Regions from separate parts of the Zea mays genome. Here region 1 is linked to region 2. The links are chromatin contacts, called in public Hi-C maps. All regions are on one chromosome and are shown on one strand. The core of a region is the stretch at or near the end of the contact, and the rest is flanking DNA. Distances in the headings are between cores, read along the strand shown. Region 1 holds the start of LOC100273556 (Transducin/WD40 repeat-like superfamily protein). Region 2 holds the start of LOC100285476 (protein yippee-like).

What was found. A called contact is a pair of places that touch in the nucleus more often than the background predicts.
Region 1: a Hi-C map of ear shows a contact between it and region 2, with 2.5 times the contacts expected there. The contact joins the promoter of LOC100273556 here to the promoter of LOC100285476 in region 2. A contact is called at or near these places in 2 of 25 Hi-C or Micro-C datasets (ear and tassel).

What each region holds. Positions count from the first base shown.
Region 1 is chr1:270,558,557-270,561,673 of Zm-B73-REFERENCE-NAM-5.0, forward strand. LOC100273556 (Transducin/WD40 repeat-like superfamily protein) reads right to left here and starts at 1,345. Exons shown (of 14, transcript NM_001147974.1): 1 at 1,255-1,345; 2 at 1,073-1,137; 3 at 914-952; 4 at 731-827; 5 at 514-610; 6 at 337-445; 7 at 171-247. The coding sequence starts at 429.
Region 2 is chr1:270,278,266-270,281,343 of Zm-B73-REFERENCE-NAM-5.0, forward strand. It overlaps LOC100285476 (protein yippee-like), which reads left to right and starts at 1,738. Exons shown (of 5, transcript NM_001158369.2): 1 at 1,738-2,074; 2 at 2,212-2,255. The coding sequence starts at 1,874.

The sequences.
Region 1 (3,117 bases), core at 95-2,594, 280 kb after region 2:
TTAGTATTTGAATATATATGAATATTAATTATTCTACAAAATAGATTTTTTTTCAAGAAACGGAAAGACTAGATGATGAGGCTAATTCACCATCAAGTAAGTGCATTGTATTCCCAATAATATCGCGACTAATAATACTATGCAGAATAAAAAATGAAAGAGCAGCTTACTTGTCTGCTGCTCCAGAAGTAGCAATGGAGACACCATCTTTCAGATAAAGAACTGATGTGATGCTAGTTGAAGCCGCCTAAACGTCACCAATTTCAGCAAACCAACATAAGTATAAGAGGACATAAGATCATCACAAGCAAAAGCCATATCATGCTGAAGTAATACCTTTGCTCGAGACCGGGTTCGGTTTCTCTGTATGGGACTGTGGGCTTCTCTGACAACAGCAGAAGATCTAACATGTAGCACAACTTTGTTCATTGAATTTGTATTGTCGCTACAAACATTTATGATCACTTAAAAATAGTAGTTGGAAGAAAATTTATTAGCAATAGTACAACATACGTGAGGCACGTTTCACCGTGGCTGTTTGGAGATTTAGGGTCACATCTTAAATCCCAGAGAGCAAATGAACCATCCCTTGAACCGGAAACAATGAGCTCTGCAAAGAAAAGAAAAAGGCTACTTAGTCAGGAGTATGTGGCCAACATTTGATGATTAAACGTACATAAAATTAAACTGAAAGGCTTCAGCCATTCATTTCAGGATATACATTACTAACCAGGATTTGAAGAATGGCAAGACAGCGACTTCACGCTCCCAGTATGCCCAGACAAGACACCAATGCATTTCCTGTTTCCTACACTCCAAATTTTGACCTGATGCAGAACGATAATAATGAGAATTTGCAGAAAACTAGGATTTTCATAGTTCAAAAAACTGGTGTGATCCTGTTGCGACTTACAGTTTGATCGCCCGATGCAGTCAGTATCTGGGATCCCTCCTACATCAGTAACACATACGATTGAAACTCCGTCAGAAAGGTGTACAAGTATCGCTGAGATTTTAAACCTGTGGATCGGCTCTTTCGTTAGACTGTTACAACCAGTGCAAGTGACTTTACCTTGATCCAGCACACGTCAAATATTGCATTGTTGTGAGCAACCCAGTCGGGCACCCTTGTTTCAGCTGCAAAAGGACGACGCCAGGTTGGAAGGAAACAGACTGCACGAGGTACCCAATGCAAGCCAGAGCACACCAAAATCTTGGATCAAATCGGGGAAGAAGGATGGGTTTCCAACCGACCTGACTTCTCTAGTGACGAGGAGGTGGAAGGAAGGCGCCGGCGGGTGTCGTAGAGGCCAACATACCCGTCTTCGTCGGCGACCGCCAGGAGGTTACAGGTCTGTGCAGTCTGTGAGGAAGAAACAGTCCATAAGATTGGTACACGCAAATCGCAACTACAAAGAAGATCTGACTATGCAAAAGCACGCGAGACGAATGAAAGATCACTTGTTAAAAAAACAGAGGTTCGTGTTGGTATGCTTCGTAGCCGAAGATCATAAAGAAAGAGAACATTTTCGTCAGACTCTCTCAGGAACAAGCATCGAAGCTATTACCTAGAAAGCTTCAGCATAACGATATATCTCAAGACGAAGGGCCGAACCGACTTAAAGATGGATTGACTTAAAGACCCATGATATTTTGTGTCATTATTGTAATCAATTATAAAGGACTTAAATGTAATTTTACGCAGATTGCACCATATGCCTATAAATAGGTGAATAGTACTTCGGCACTGTTCACGCAATCTTGTAATTACTGGCACATTACGATGAAATTACTGCTTTCCGCTAAGACGAAGGTATAAAAATGATCAAATACTATGTTTTAATGTTTATGTTCATATAATAAAATATGTGAATAGTATTATTTGTTTTTGGTACATTCTTTCCTAATGTTTTACACTTTATATTTCATTTTTCATTGTTTTATAAGTTTGATCACGAAGGTGAGCCCTTCGTGATATTTTGCTTATGGCATTCGTCCGAAGTTCATTAAATCCTTGGGAAAATAATTCTTCAGCGAACGAAGGGCATTAATATTTAACATTTTATGTTGTCTTGTTCTTAATTCATAGCATTTGAGAACAAGTCCCCAACAGTACCAGACTCCGAACCTTGCCGAAGGAGATGGCGAAGGGGATCACGGGGTCACCGGAGTGCTCAACAGCTATGACCCCGCCGCCGCGGCCGCCGGGGTTAGAGGAGAGGTCGGCGAGGTAAGGGAGCCCCGCTGTGGCGCGGGAGGAGCCACTAGCGCCACCGTGCTCCCGGGCTCGGAGCCCGCCGAAGAAAGTCGGAGAGAGGCGCCGCCGCGTCGCCATGAGAGTCGGAGACAAAAAAGATGGGCATAGGCGCAGAGACGCGGACGGAGAGAGGGGAAGGAAATAGCGGGCATGCATTGGGCGCGAAGGGTTTTCCGGAGGATTCTGCAGTTCTGCCCCGCCCGAGGGCCGAGGGACGCGCCGGCGGGAAGAGCTTTTTCGTAATCGCGAACCGCGAAAAAGGAGAAGCGGCAGAACCAGCTGCCGCGCTAGTTCTTTCCATGCTGGATTATGGATTTCGTGGGCCATGCCTCACTGGCAAGTGGGCCCAATAGCCATCAGGTTCTTGAGCTGAGACACCGCGGGCAAATATATTATTAGGATAACTCTATTTTCTTAAATGTTTTTAATTCTCTCGAAAATGAAGTCACATGAAATTAGTTTATTTTTCATGAGAAAATATAAATCTTATAAAAAATAGAGTTTCTAAACTAGCACTTATTATAATTTAAAAAAACGGGGGAAAACTCTACAAGCAAACGCTGCGTAAGGGCCACAAGTCATGCCGACATCTTCACTTCTTCACCCCAAATAGTAAAGCCTCTGTCCGTCGTCATATAAACCAAAACCCTAAAACATAGGACTGGACATAAAACCTGAGCCCGAAGCCATTACCTAAAATACCTGAATCCGTACTCGTTTAACCTAGGACCCGTTAACCGAACAGCTGGTAACAGAACTGAATATCCGAACTATGTTTAGACCTAATCGGGTATTCACCCACGGTATCCGAAGTACCCATTCTACCCAAAATTAGGCAGCACGCGTGTTCGACACCAAAA
Region 2 (3,078 bases), core at 488-2,987:
CAAATCTAATGATATAAGGCACAATTAAAATAATAAATTATCAAATATGAGTAAAAAAAGGCATGGAAAAAAATAAATAACATTGGAACGTGCAAGTTAACATTATTTTTGTCAATATATGCTTATTATGTGTGCTTAATTGAGTAGGACTGTCGTGGTTTCTGAAACCGGAGGACAATAAGATTTGGTTTAGGGTTTAGGGTTTAGGGATGTTAGCGCAGACTCACTCCGAATGGTGAGCTACTGGGGCTCGAAGGTGAATCTGAGGCGAAAGGCTTATACTGGTTCAGGCCAGAGCTCTAGTTCAGACAGTGTTGACAGTGGTATTACTTGAAGCGTGTTACAGTTGGGTGCTTGTGGAAAGCTGCGGGATGTCTCTGTATAGGGGTTGTCTTGCCCTTTTATAGCTCAAGGGTACTTGCTCTTTTATAGCTCAAGGGTAGACGTTACAATGAGAACTTGTATTCTACTGGGGAGGAGTTCAACCTCCTCCTTCTAGACCTCGTAGCCCCTATAGTCTCGTCTACTGGGTCGCGCTTCTAGGCCTCGTAGCCCCTATGGAGTCGTTTGAGGGTCGTGCGCCGCCGTACCTCTGGTATGGCATCGTGTCCCGTCCGCCTTCATATAACCACTCTGATTTAGACAAGGCGGTGCTTGGTGATCCTGTTGAGTCAACTCAAATTGTGGTTTAGGGATGTCTTCAGTACAACTTCATCTGTCGTCATCCCCTTACCGTCACCTTTCCTCATGCGTAGGCGTATGCCTGGTACCGTGTATTACCCTGTCCCCTCCTATGTATGGGTCACTGTAGAGACCCCCGATGTTGAGGTCTTTGCGACTGGGGTTGTCTGGTCCCACTGGTCAGCGGAGATACGTATCCGGCATCGTGCTTGACAGAGACTCTTCGGTGTTGGATTTATAGGCTACACCCAATTGAGAAATTCAATTAAATCCTAGAAAAATCTCAAAAGCCCATGTATGGGTATGGTGGAACTATTAGTATCATATTGCTAGTCCAAGTGGAGTGAACTAGTTTAAATATGGAGGCTATACTCACTCACCAAGTCATGGATGAGAGGAGAGAGTGTGGAAAACCACACGTGCGTGCGCTCGCTCGCCTCGTCTCGTCGCGGTTCGTGGGCCGTCTTTGGGAGGCCTTCGACCCTTTGTTCCAGGTATCCGACATCAGCCCCGAGCCTCGAAAGGTGTATAGTTAAGCACGAGTGCGAAAAAATGTGTACGGAGTCCTTTTGCGCTCGCTGCTGGAGATAGCTTTAAGGAGAGCATTCAAACAACCCCATATATAACAAATGAAGTTCGAGCATGATCACTCCTACTCATCTAGACAAATAACATGGTCGGTTCTGCTCATCTAAAGAAATAACTCATCAAACGTACGTAAGTGGGGAATAGTGGTGTGAATGAGGTGGCGTTTGTCCGCTGGTCAGCAAATTGGGACCAATCGATTAGTCTTCAGTCCTCGACCAATTACGATACGATCATACGTTGATGACCATCAGCGAGGAGAATACCCATTTGTGCCCTTGCCGAGCTCACCGGTCTTGGCGATGTCGACGCCATCTCGGTCGAAGTCGAAGGTACGCTTCAAGTCAACCGTTTGGGACTGTGGGTGTGGCCGTGTGGGGGTATATTCGGTATTCCGCTGCAACGCACTCTCTCGACCCAACGACGAGATCACGACTCACGAGACGTCGTTGTCGACTTGTCGTTGGACACCAAGCAAACCAGGTCCTCGCTCGGTTTGGTTTGCTTACCACTCCGTCCTAGCAGCACGGTCCTCGATTCTTCCGATCGCTCCGGCAGGGCACACACCGAAGAAGGTGGTTAGCGGCCTAGCGCCGCCGAAGAAAGTATGGCAGCAGCCACCACGCCTGAGGAGAACGCCGCCGCCGCGGCCGCCGTGGACGCCATCACTGAGACGACCAATCGCTTCACCGTCAACACGGACGCCGCCGGTGCCGGTCCTCTCAAGCTCGACGACGTGGACGGCAACGTCTACAGCTGCAAGCGCTGCGGCACACTCCTCGCCGTCGCCGACGACATCGTCTCCAAGGTCCGTCGTGTCGTGTTCTCTCGCTTTCTTTAATTGGGCGCGTCTTCCAGCACGAGCGCACGCGAAATTCCTAAGCTAATTTCGGCGTCGCGGCGAATGCGATGACGGATGATGGGAATCGATGTCTTGATTTTCAGAGCTTCCATTGCAAGAACGGGAAGGCTTACCTCTTCGATAATGTGTAAGTGACCTTCCGACCTCTTTCTCTTTGTACATATTCCCAATTATTGTATTTTTATCTTGTCTTAATTAATATTAATAGTCAGAGGTCTTTAAGATAGCCTACTACGTATTAAGTGGTGTTTGGTTTCTAGGGACTAATTTTTAGTCTCCACATTTTATTCCATTTTAGTTTTAAAATTGCCAAATATAAAAACTAAAACTTTATTCTAGTTTCTATATTTGACAATTTATAGTCTAAAATGGAATAAAATGATGGAACTAAATATTAGTCCCTACAAACCAAACACCCCTTTAATCCTCACGATATATGGCTGAAAATATAATAAAATCGTGCGAAGGAAAGAAAAATCTAAATGAACGGCAATGAAGGCAAGCCAGTTTTTTTTTATTTTGATGAAAATGAAGGGGTCGCTATAGCTTTCGGTGGTAACCAGGCATTATTCTTTCTAGATCCTAGGCCATGTTGGAGCACAAATTGATGCTAGTATAAGCTAATAAGCTTGACGCTTTTGGATCTAAATTGATTATTATTGATGTTTAATCCATTCAATGACTGCGTTGAGCTACTTCAGCAGTTTCTTTTTCATTGGCATCCTAATAATAAAATAATCTTTTCGCCAGAACTTTCAAAAGACTGAACTTATATATATAGTAGGAAGTCGAAACTATTTAAATAAATTCTATGTTTTCTCTAGGTGAGTCATAATGTTCGCAGTGTTGCTTTCCATGTAATTTTCATATAGCTGCTTCCGGCTAGTCTGAAAGATTTAGGTTGTGGGGTTTAGCCTCCCTTTGAGGGCTAATTTGGTGACAAGGGAATC